Linked DNA regions of Mus musculus: region 2 is linked to region 1. Evidence: chromatin contacts called from public HiChIP or PLAC-seq data. All regions are on one chromosome and are shown on one strand. The core of a region is the stretch at or near the end of the contact, and the rest is flanking DNA. Distances in the headings are between cores, read along the strand shown. Region 1 overlaps Dido1 (death inducer-obliterator 1). Region 2 holds the start of Uckl1 (uridine-cytidine kinase 1-like 1).

Region 1 (6,031 bases), core at 630-3,129:
AGGTTCTTACTCTGCAACCCCAGCTGGCCTAGAACTCACGATGTTCCTGTCTCAACTTCTCTAATGTTAGTCTAGGCCTGCAATACCACGCACAACTGCATTCTCACTTTGTAAACCTACGTGCAAAAGGTCCTCCCCTAGTTAACTTGCTGAAAGGCTAACAAGAATGTGCCATGTTCATATTATTACGATTCAGTTCTCTTTACCCCTGTGATGCTTAAAAAAAAAAAAAAAAAAGAAAGAAAGATAGATATAAAATGCACTAATGGGGTGGGGCGTAGCTGTCAGTAGCGCTCCAATGCATGAAGTTCTGGGTTTGATCCCCAGCACCACATGCCTGTAATCCCAGCACAAAGGAAACAAAGACAAGAAGATCAGCAGTTTCAGTTACCATGGCTAGAACTGCAGCTCAGCTGGTAGACTGCTGGTCCAACACTCTGAGTTCACACCCCACAACATACATCAGGTGTGTGCCTGTAAGTTTCAGCACTCTTTACAGGTGGGGGCAGGAGGACCCCCAACTTTACAGAAAATTTAAGGCCAGCCTAGGCCATGAGACCCCCTTATCTGGGGCTGAGGGTGGACAGAGATGGAACAAAACACTATCATGAGAACACAGATGAAAATTCACTTGAAACCACTGTACAAAAAGTAAGAAAGGTGTACCTTGTACAGCAGTGAAACAAGAATGGCTCCAAACTCAGTGATCTAATCTTGGGTTTCAAAAGTTTACTCAAACTATAAACACTGATTTGAAATCTGGGGCATCTACGAGTCTGGAAGCTACCACCCACAATTCTCACTTTGATGAGAATACTGCTGTAGGTGTATGGTCAGCACGATTACTCACCATGGGATCTGAGCAGCAGATGACCTTCAAAATTCAAACCTGTTTATGTAGGTGTGTAGTATGTGAAATAGACACAAATTGTCTACCTGTCCTTTCAAAAATGCCCTAACTCATGAAAAAAATCACTTTTCTATAGAAGAGCAGTGGTGACCATGTGAAGAAAATAGGTAACGTGGGAAAACTCATGGTTTGTGCTGGGCTGTCCTGTGAGGAACTCAAGTCTGAACTGAGTCTGAACAGTGCACTGATGTTGTCCCATCTTGTTGAGAGCAGTTCAAATACTTACCAAGGCCTAAAACTGAAATAAGAAATTGCCTCCAACATGAGGCCTACACAGCTCTTTAGGAACCACCCAGAGAGGCTCCACAGGCTAGGCAGGAACACCTGGGGTCCAGAGGCATCTTGGTATCTGCTTCTGGCTGGCAGTGAGCTGCTGGCTACTATCAGCACCAGAACACCCAGGACTCTGGTCCTAGACAGCCCCAGGCAGCCACCCAGATGATGGGAGGGGCCTGGGAAGCCAGCCTTTGGGTGATACGTACATTTACTCAATAGGGTGGGCGAGAGTGCAGTGGGCTTCTCTGGCTTCTCTGGCTTCACAGCATTGTAGTTGTGGTCACTTGCCCAGGATGGTGTGCTGCTCTCACAGGCTGCCTCCTTCCCAGAAGTCTCACTCCTGGAAGCCAGCATCACTTTCTTCACTGGGTTTTCCCTTTTCTCTGACGCTAGTCTCTTGTGCACAGAAGAGATTTTAATCCCCACCTGGATAATCAGTGAAATCCCAATTATTAAGGTTTGAAGTGACACTTTTGCTTCAACAACCAATTAAAGACATATACACCTTTTATTTTAGAACCTGAAGACCCTTCAAACCAAGCTAGGTAGAATCATGTGATCTTTTTTATGGCTACAGCCACACATCAAAGAACCCTTAGCATTCTTTTTAACACCTGGGTAATGGGAAGGCTCATATCTGTCTATAACGCAGCTGAGGCATGAACCAGCCAAGATAAAAGCATGAACCAGCCAAGATAAAAGCATGAGCGCCTTCCGGCAAGGCAGTCAGACAAGCTGAAAACAAAGTGAAGGGGGCTGCGTGGGCACAAGGGTCTGTAATACCTAACAAGTGCTATCTGCATTCCTACTTATGGGAGTTTGAAGATCCAAAATAACAGTCCTAAAAAATAAAAACTATGTCACTTAGGCTTGGTGGCACAAGACTGTAATCCCAGCTGAGTGGGAGGCTAAGGGAATAAAATTCCAAGTTCAAGAACTGCCTGTACTACAAAACTGCCTTTAAAACAAAAGAAACACTCCCCCCTAAAGGGATATGTAAAAATCATAAGACTGTTTGCATGCTAGGCACTCTTATCACTGACTTATCAAGGCACAGAGCCTTGCCTAGAACCTATGTCTCTGTCTAAATGTCAAGTGCACTTTGCATAAAGCTGTGTGGTATACATCCTGAAGTCATACTTCTTTAAAAAAGCCACATGGTTGCTTGCTTGTAGTATATTCATGTTAACTAATAATCCCTCAGTGAATGGGGGAAGAGAGAAGGAAAATATGATCTATATTTTCCTGACAGCTGCTGTCCCCTGCATTGCTCAAGCAAACAAGACACCAGTCTATGAAGAGTCCTCTCAAACACTTCCTGTTTCAAGTAAGTATCCTGAAGGTGACTGTTGTCAGCTTACCTGAACACTGCATTTTGGAAGACTGAACTTTTCTGGCTTCGTCTTGACCTTTTCCTTGGGTTTTGTTTTTTGTTCTTTACCTGAACTTAGAAATCTCATGGTAGCTGCTGCGTGTTTGAGAATGCAGTCATTACTGCAATACACAGAGTCAGGCTGTGCTACACTGGAACACCCAGGGCCAATGCATTTAGGAGCACCAGGAGCCTCTACGACCTGCAGAACAAGACAGGCAACTTCAGACATCATGTGTGCAGACACTAGTGATCAGTGCTCAGTGACAGCACTATTGGTGGTCACTGGTATTAAGACACTAGCAGGAATTTTTATTTGGTTGTTTTTTGAGAGAGGGTCTCACTATGAAATTCTGGCTGCCCAGAAACTTGATATGCAGACCAGGCCAGCCTTGAACTCAAGAGATTTGCCTGCTTCTGCCTCCTCAGTGCTGGGACTAAAGGTGCAAGGTGTACATCACTATGGATGGCTCTAATAATAGTTTTATATGAATAAAAATTCATTTTTCATTTGTTAGCTGTGCATGATGACATAATCTTTTAACACCATTCTAGCACATGGGAAGGGAAGGCAGGAGACTTCCGAAATTCAGGTCAGCCCAGGCTACATGGTAAGACCTATCTTTGTGAACTATACAAACCTATTTTCCTTGACTGCCCTGGCACACAAACTCTGCACACATGGGAGCTTCAGATCTATATGCCCTCTAAACATGTGCAGGTCCCAAATGAGGTAAGAGTAAGAGAGGAGCTGGAAACATGGTTCAGAGGATGCTTTTACAGAAGAGCAGTCTAGTTGTTAGAACTCATGTCAGATAGCCCTGTCCTCTGAGGGCATCTATACTGTTGCACACTACTCCCCTAGACACACATGTTAAAAATAAACCACTATGAAAAAAAGAGGGCAAAAAATGTAGACTTAATGAGTTACAAATTTTCATTAAGATTTCTGTTACATATTGTGTGTGCATGCATGTGCATATACCCGCAGGCTTGCACATGAATAGCTGGTACAGCAGGAGTCAGGACAACTTTCAGGAGTCAGTTCTCTCCTTTTACCATGTGAGATCTGAAGATTAAACTCAGGTAATCAGATTTGATGGCCCATGCTATTATGCAATGAGCCATCTTATGAGTCCAGGTAAAAATTCCTCTTTATAACTGTCAAAAAATTGAAATTCCTTTATATGTATGTGTGTCTTGCCTTCATGTCTGTCTGTCCATGCACAGAGGATATCAGACTGCCTGACACTTGAACTATAAATGACGATGAGAACCATATGGGCACTATGAATTGAACCTAGTTCCTCTTGAATCTGAGCACGTCTCCAGCCCCTCAGAGGGAAATATATATATTGAACTCATACTGCCTTTAGAGGTTGGACTCCACCACCCCTAGCCTTCAAGTGAAAATTCTTAAAAGAGTAAATGTGCCGTGCCCTAAGAGAGAAGAGATCCACTGTTAGTTTTGAAGAAAGGCAGCCTGTTTTTTTGTTTGTTGTTTTGAGTGGTTTGGAGGGAGATTGCCAAAAGACACAGGATACATACATTTCAGAAAACTAGAGACCGTTTAGCTCTAAGTATATCAGGAAGACTGAACAGAACATATGTCTGACAATTTGAGAGCTCCCAGTTTTCAGGATAAATATTTAAGATAGTTGCTTTTCTTCTACCAAATCTAAGTTTACACAGACTAAAATTCAGGCAATGTCTAACATACTGACTGGCAATAATAAAAGCATCAAATTGACAACTTCCTCCAGTAAACGGTGCTAGTGGCCACGGTGTGATGTCATTGTCACTTTTTCACCTTGCAGCACAGTGAGAACTAAGACAGTGCCAGTCTAGATTGTAGTTTCCCCAGACTCTCACCTGCTGGAGGTGCTGTGGGGGTTGGGGTTTAAAGTGAAGATGCACTTGGTGGCACCCTCCTGAGAAATGCAACACACCTGTTGACAGCAGGAGAAAGCTCTCCTGAGCAGCAAGACTGCTAGTCTCAGCTCATGGGAAATTTGACAGTTATGGCCCCATGGGATAACATAACTCAAGTAGGAAGAATGAAGAAAACATGAGTACCAGGCATGGAACAACTTAGGCCAGCATGTAAGTAAGAGCAGAGCACAGTGCACCTTTCTCTCAATAACTCTGCCAGCACTCAAAATATGTAACACCAAGAGCGTGTGAAAAAGTAAGGTTTTTTTCTTCAAACTCAGTCAATAGCACTGTGGAGAAATGGATTTCCCCTTAAGTGACCATTAGAGCACAGTAAGCTGCTGGCACTAAGGAGGCTATGATGGAGCAGTCATAATTGACACCAACTGGAGTGGCAAGGTGTACCAGCAGCAGAATGTTCTCTTGCAGGGCCCAGGCCCGTACAGATACAGTAACTGCCCACAAAAGCCCAGCCCAACAGTCCTAAAGAGAAGGCACCTTCTTAGTATTGCTCTCTTCAGCAGCAGAAAGCCCTACATGTGTGCTTGCCATGGCAGACAGATACTCACAGGCTGGAATATCTTGAGTTTTTTCTTGCCGCTGGGGTTTGCTGCCTTCTCAATCCTACCCTTTATGCCCTGGTCTTCTCCGGACTTCTGCTCTACTGTCCCTATGCTTGTGCAGTCTGTGCCATCAGCACCCACAGATCTGCACCCAGAGTCCTGCTCATCGGTGGCGCTACCGTTTGTCTCATCCTGCACTTGCAAAATGGTGCAATTTGGGCAGATGTAGTCTTCCCCGTTCCTTTCCAGGAGCCGCCCTCGGGCCTCAGAAATACCCACACAGTCACCATGGAACCACTCCTCACACCGATCACAGCAGATCATAAACCTAAAATGGGAAGATTATGTGGTCACTGTCCAATAGATCACCAAGTCAAACTTTTAACATTCTATTGTGAACAGCAAGCAAATAAAGTGAAAAGTGAGATCAGAACTAAAAACACCCAAGTGCCCTTGTTAGCAGCACTCCAAATCTGCTTCATCTTTATATATACATGAGCACACTGTAGCTGTCTGTAGACACACCAGAAGAGGGCAATGGATCCCGTTACTGATGGTTTTAAGCAACCACGTAGTTTCTGGCACTTGAACTCAGGACCCCTGGAAGAACAGCGGTCCATGCTCTTAACTGCTGAGCTATCTGTCCACCCATCTTTTCTTCTATTTACTTACTTTTAGAGACAGGTTTTTTCATGTCTTAAACTCCCTACGTAGCCAAAGATGATCTTGAATTTCTGATTCTCTTGCCCCTACTAAAAGCTGATTATAGGCATATACCACCTCACAACTTTATGAGATACTGGGGATCACACCCAGGGCTTCATGCATGCTAAGCAAGCATTCTACCCAATGAACAACATCCTTAGTCTTTCATCTTTTGGCTAGAACACTTTTAAGAGTGAACTAGAGGCTTCAGAGTATCTCCACTCAGCAATAGCTGCAGCAACTTCATCTCCTAACAACGCCACAGAGATGCCC
Region 2 (6,259 bases), core at 1,420-3,919, 900 kb after region 1:
CTGTTCCACCCCACCTCACACAGGCTCCAGTAAGCCCGATGGCCACCTTGGCCTCATCAGTCAGCAGGGGACACAGCAACCTCCCTGCCCACAGCATGGAAAGGGAAGATCCGGTCCCAGCCTCAGCTGAAATCCCTTTATTGACTTAAGATCTAATCAGAGAGGTTTTGCTGGCTTTGGGGTTCTCGTCAAGGGGTGGGCTGGCCTCATTGCAACCTCATCCTACCTGGCTGGCCTACAGCACTAAGTCTGGCAGGGCTCAGAGAAGGAAGCTTCCAAGTGGACTTCATGCATCTGAAAAGGAGCCACTCTGGGAGCCGCCTCGGAGGCAGCTCTTCTCACTACCTAGGTAACTTGTGGGTATGTCTACATCCCCAGACACCAGGAGCAGGAAGAGCCAATCTCTGTTTGCATGTGCATGTATGTGTTTATAGTTTGTCTGTCCCTCTGACTCTACCCTTAGATATGGTTGGCTGGATATGCCCTAGGATTGCTCTGGGAGGCTAATATTGTTCTGGGCAGGGGTGCAGAGTTAAGGAGTCCTAGGGAATCAGTTCTCTAAGTTTGGCTGGCTAAGCACAACAGAGGATCCTGACATGTTCCTTGGGTACCCCAGCAGGTCAGGATCAGTGGGTAGCAAAAAGGCCACAGGTCTGTGGGAAGCTAACATCGTGCTGGTCTTAGAAAGGGAAGGCTTTACTTAATTCCAGATTTGTTACTGCTTACAGAATAGACCTGTCCCACCTATTGATTCACTAGACTTGGCTCCAAAATACCACACCCTGACCCCAGAACTTCATCTTTACCTAAGATACACCAGGCTACCTGGCTACTACACTCCTTAACTTCCATCTTTGAGGTTTTCTTCTTTCAGGGCTCCATTTTAGGCCTCAGGGCTGTCTGAGGTAGGTGGTGCTGGAAGCTGCTGCTCAGTTTTCATTTTCCCCTGGCTATCCCTTAGGTAACAGCGCTGTCATCTATGGCTCAAAGCCACTCACCAGGGAGTTGCTGCAGACCTGTATGTATCCTTATACAGAGAAACAGAGAGAGGCTACTGAGGACCTAAGCCGGTGCCTCATGGATAAGGAAACTCCATGGAAGTTAGAGCTGCCCTGTAATTTGCATCCCCCATATCTTAGAAACCAGAATGAAAGGCCTACAGCAGAGACTGAAGAGAGGAAGGCTCATCACTTGGACCACCAAAGAAAGGTCTCAAGATCCCTCTGCTATGGTTAAATCTAGTCAAGCAACCCATCCCGGTGCTACTGTGGAATTCCTGCAAGAGGCAGAAGGCGGTTCAGAGTCATCAAAGCCATTTTTACAAGGTAGACATAGGACTGGGGGATTAAAGGCTTTCATGGCCTCACTTGCCAACCTGCCTCCCCCCCCCCCCCCCAAGGCTCTGGGTGAGTACCTATTAACTTCTCTCCACTCTCTAATCCCAAATCCATCTCCACTTTGCATATCGACATGAAAGCCAATGGCGGTGCTGGCTAAGGTCAGACAACTCCAAGGAAAAGGCCTCAGGGGCAGGCAGATAGGGAGCCAGGTGCTGGGAAAGGCAATAGGAGAAACCTCAAGCTGGGCTTTAGTCTACCAGCGACTCCCTCCCCTACTGCTGCCAGTGCCTGAGGCACCAGGGCAGTTTGTATCTTCTCAAGGTGTATCCCCAGGAACCTTCGGAGGAGGAATTTGGCCACGGCCTCACAAAGTCTGACTCCTGGTCAGAATGCCTGGAGTGTGTGAACTAGCTGGGATTCACCTCATCCACTGCCAGCACCTCACTTTCTAAAGGCGTCCGGGGTTACAGCTTCTCAGGCGGTGCACTGTGGCATGCAAAGCCGGAAGACATTTGGCCTTCAACTGACTCATACAGACCGGAAGAGGTGTCACGAGCAGTTTCCAAGCATGGTCACTGCCCCCTGGCGGCCACGACCTAGAGTTGCTACAAGTGATGATCAGGCCGAGTGAAGACAAGGACCCTTAAGTCTCCTACTTCCTACAAGGACCCTTATCTCCCCTTCCATTCTCCTGAAAGCCTCGAAAGTCTCAAAGGCCCCCAAACTCTCGGACAGGTGGCAATCACCACCCCATCTTACATTCACAAGCACCACTGGCCGCCAGGTGCAACTTTGCGCTCAATTTCGACGAACTCAGAAGGTCGAACACGCCTACCGCCCAGCTGGGGGCCCAGAGCCAAGTGCGCACCCACTAGGAACAGAGACCCACGCTAAAGATGTCAAACAGGTTTCCATTCTCAGTGCCTCCAAAAGCTGGAGCTTGGGCCAGTTCCGCCTTCCGTCCGCTGGGGCCCTCCAGGTCGTCTGCCACCTCCCTCTCCCTGGCAGGGGGTGGCTGACACATAGCCCAGGAGGCCCCAGGGCGCTGGAGAGCCGCCGAAACCTGTCCAGGATCCACAAGGCTGTAGAGATCAAGCTGCCCATCTATGGAGATGCCGGGAGCCGTCCCGGCTCTAGGAAGAGATGCAAGCCGTGCTCCGACCCCTCCCAAGAGACAAGCGCGGCCCCTGCCTTATTCAGGCCCGCGCCTACCGGTCCTCGCACGCCGTTTCATTCTGCTCGGCCTGGCGGCCAGGCACGTCTGGGGCCACAGCAGACTGCAGGGGCGAAGGGGCGGCGCTCATTGAGGCCGGCGGCGCAGCCATGGCGTCCCGAACCTGGCGGAGGCCGGGGAGGCGCACCGGGAGGCAGGCACGCTGCGGACTACAATCCCCACAAGGCCGTGCGGCAAGCCCCGAGAATGACCTTTGCCTCAACACAAACTCAGCCACACAAAATCCCTGGAAAAAAAAAATCAATAAACATTTATTTGATACAGTGACTTTAATACATAGTTGATGGCCCACCACCGCACCACTCCGGGCCAGGGGATGAGGATGAGGACAGATGACCACAAGGCGGGCAGGACCAAAGCTCACCTCAAAACATCTTGCAAATAAAACACTTTGTAGATAGAATATATATGCATGTATATCTATGGTTACAAGTGATAGCCAGAAATGCACTTGTGTAATGAGAACTGCATTATAACCAAACCAAGGAACCCAAAGTTTAGGAGGCGCTGCAGTCAGGTATGTGGGGTGACCTGGGAAACCAGGTCTCCAGGGCAAGGGACCTGGGTTTCACCCAACAGGGGAACAGCTCTCCCTTCAGAACCACCATAGGGACAGGAAGATCCCAAAGCCTCCAGGAGGCACCATCATCTGCCTGTGCAGGAACATAAAGTGCACCCTGGTTCTGCATGAAATGTCTGCCCTTGGCACTTCTGTTTTTTTAGGGCAGGGCAAGCGCTGAGCCAGAGGTAGATCTGTAGAGACCCTGACTTTTGCATTTTGCCAAGGACCCAGGGTTGGTTTGGCCCTCTAAGTCTATGCCCACCCACCTTCTGTAGCTCTGCCATGATGGTCCCTCTTACTGAGGATCTGTGTAGGCTGGTGGTTACCTTTGGGCCATAGTAGGGAGGTGGGCAGACCGATGAGCCCTGCCACCATGGAAGAGCTTTACAGTCTAGTTTGCCACTACTTACCAGTCACCACAGGCTGGTACCTATCCAACTGCAGCTTTTGACAGCTGCCCCAAAACTGACCTCAAAGACTGAGTTAAAGTGCTAACATCAAGTTACCCAGAACAGTCCCATAGCAAGGCTGTATATGGGCTTTCTGGTTCGTCCTGGAAAACTCAGCCCCCAGCAAACCCAGGTCCTACTTCTCCCTACAAGTGCCAAGTACCTGAGAGGCTAGGGTGGATGGTCACACCCCACAGAGGTGTTGTGAAAAGTGCACTTTGGCCCCCTTCCCTTCCACAGTTGCACACAACCACTCCAAAGCCCCAGCCTACCCTTTGACACTGGATCATACCCACCTCTGTAGCCACCTCTGACCACATCAAAGTGTGTAGGAATTGGAGAGTCCATTCAACACCTACAACACACCAGGCCATGGTTACCTTGCCCAGAGTCAGAGCCTTTCTAAATACATGTGTACAAGGACCTCACCCCAAATCTCCCTGGAGCTGGCCTTCTTGGAAACGCTCCCTGCTGAGGCTGGGGGCAGGTGCTAGTCAGTACCACAGCAATACCTTCGGCACCAGGAAACCCTTAGCACCATGACATTAAGATTGTTGAGTTTTGTATAAAAAAAACCCAGAATTAAAAAAAAAAAAAAGAAAAAAAAAAGGTTGCTACTTGTCACAGCAACAAGACTGGCATCAACAACATCCAGGAGACACACAGAGGCAAATATCAAAATTCACATCATCCAGGATCAGAAGCAGAGACCTCAGTCCACCCCTACCAACACTATAAAAAGCTCGTTCCAACCCCCTCCAGCCTTCTCCTGGTGTGGCTCACAGCAGGGTTGGGAGATGGGGATAGGGTTAGAAGGTAGAACCAGGAAGGAGGCCAGATGTCTCTTCCTGGCCTTGTCCAACCTGCAGACCCTGTTAGCCTCAGGGCCCCTTAAAGAAAGGGGTGAGGCCCAGCCTAGAGTTGCTACACTGGCTGAGACCCCATCTTTCACTATCCTTCCATTTCTATATCAAATGACTGACTGCCACTAGATCCCAAGGGCAGATAAAATAAAAGGGAAAAAGAGGCCTTCCACAGAACTTGGCTTATAGGCCCACCTAGCATAGCAGACATTTGCAGTCTCTCCTAAGTACTACTCCTGAGCTAGGCTCCTTCTGGCCAGCCTCTGCTTCACATGGCTGTGGCCCCAGGGAGGCACCCCAAAGGGCGATAACCACAAAATTAGAAGCTAAAGGCTGGATGTGAAACATCCTAGTCTGGGCCTCCCTGAAGGTAGAACACACAGAGCTCTTTCCTTGCCTGGAAGGTTACATACTCCACCATGATCACGCCAGTCAAGTTAGGAGAGGCCTGAAGCACACAGGGATGACAGAGGAGGAAGCAGGCCCAGAGAGGTAGAGAACAGAAGCAAGGGGGTCAGAGGTGGATGCAAAAGGACAGATGAGTGGGTGGCTGTCAGGGCAGCATGGCAGTAGACAGGGTCTGTCCTGGGAGGTAGCTGGGAGTACTGGAGTTCCAGTGTTGGGTGGAGGCGAGGCCCAAGTTATGGCAGCCAGACTGCTCAGGTGCCTCATCAGTCCACAACTATGGGTCACCAGGAATGTCTGAGCCTTGAAAGAGTCAGATTGGGGATCCTACTGGGCCAGAGGAAGGTGGAAACTGGGACCATTTGACTGTTTAAGCACACTTCATGCCCCATGATGCCAAGGCTCCTGCCATGAATGTCCTTGTAGGAACGGCTGGGTCCTCCAGCCTATTGCACTTTTGCTGCTGCCCTGGCACTCCCGGGGAGCCCCATCTAGCCTTGTTGAGGCAGCCTAAACAGGGGAAGGACCACTTTCAGGGAGAGCAGAGTAGTTTGCCAACCCTCTGGACAGATGGGGGTGTGTGTTGGAGGTGGAGGACCAGTCTAGAACTGGCTCCCCTAATCTGGACAATGCAGGGCATGATGGGTAGGCCCTGCCCACTAGGCTCACTTTTCAGGTGCCTTCCCAGCTCCAGCCTTCTTCCCAGTGGAGCTCCGGGACCCCCTGTCTCTGCCTCCTGGGGGCCAGTCATCCCTGTTAGGGGGGAGCTTAGATGCTGGCTCCTCGGAGGATCGTTCCTTGGGTTTGCGGCCCCGCTTCTTTCCTCCTGACAGACTTTTCTTCTTCTCTTTCCTAGGCATCAAGGAGTCCTGGCTCTTGTGTTTGGAAGACGGGTCAGCTGAGGTCCGGAACCAATTCTAGGGCAAGAAAACTTGCAATAAAGACTGAGAAATTTGGTCTAAAGCTACAGATCTAACTCATTTTCTTTATTAAAACCAACCAACTAAACAAAAACCAAACAAACAAACAAAAAATCCTTTTATTAATGTTTTCTTGGCATTCATGACTGCATGTGTGTTCATACATGTGCATGCAGGGAGCTTTGGAGGCCAGGGAGCCTCTTGACATTGGTGCTGGGAAATAAACTCTGGTCCTCTGGAAGAGCTAGAGGTACTCTTAATCACTGAATCCTTTTTCCCACCCATCTAAATTATTGTTTTGGCTGGGCATACAACCATTAGGAAGTGGCTGAAGACAGGGTTTTCCCTGCTAAGGCTGGGTATCAAAACTGGGGCACCCCAGACTAGTCCTTTTTAAGATTTATCACCCCACACTCTTGACACTTCAGGGGAAGTGGGCCCTATTTAGAGAAGAAAACAGCAGATTTCTTGGTGTACACCGTCTCA

What was found. HiChIP or PLAC-seq counts read pairs in DNA pulled down with a chosen protein or histone mark.
Region 2: a contact with region 1 is called in an H3K27ac HiChIP or PLAC-seq map of double positive thymocytes, with 4 times the contacts expected there. The contact joins the promoter of Uckl1 here to the enhancer-like site in region 1. A contact is called at or near these places in 2 of 39 promoter capture datasets (the HPC-7 cell line and liver), 3 of 115 datasets of contacts at active chromatin or transcription factors (bone marrow-derived macrophages, double positive thymocytes and embryonic stem cells) and 3 of 9 other capture datasets (adipose tissue, liver and pancreatic islet).

The regions. Positions count from the first base shown.
Region 1 is chr2:180,682,417-180,688,447 of GRCm38.p6, forward strand. It overlaps Dido1 (death inducer-obliterator 1), which reads right to left. Exons shown (of 16, transcript NM_175551.4): 4 at 5,060-5,381; 5 at 2,548-2,760; 6 at 1,393-1,612. Among named protein-coding and RNA genes, the nearest start is that of Gm22502, 13 kb to the right of the region's middle. Within about 2 kb of position 1,880, at least 6 of the 459 cell types and tissues checked have an H3K27ac peak or open chromatin away from gene starts, as enhancers often do. A contact at or near this core is called in double positive thymocytes, where this site is marked.
Region 2 is chr2:181,579,304-181,585,562 of GRCm38.p6, forward strand. It overlaps Uckl1 (uridine-cytidine kinase 1-like 1), which reads right to left and starts at 2,670. Exons shown (of 15, transcript NM_026765.3): 1 at 2,553-2,670. The coding sequence starts at 2,665. Zfp512b (zinc finger protein 512B) reads right to left here. Exons shown (of 17, transcript NM_001164597.1): 17 at 2,800-5,770. The coding sequence ends at 5,519. Uckl1os (uridine-cytidine kinase 1-like 1, opposite strand) reads left to right here. Exons shown (of 3, transcript NR_027289.1): 2 at 1,140-1,325; 3 at 5,710-5,812.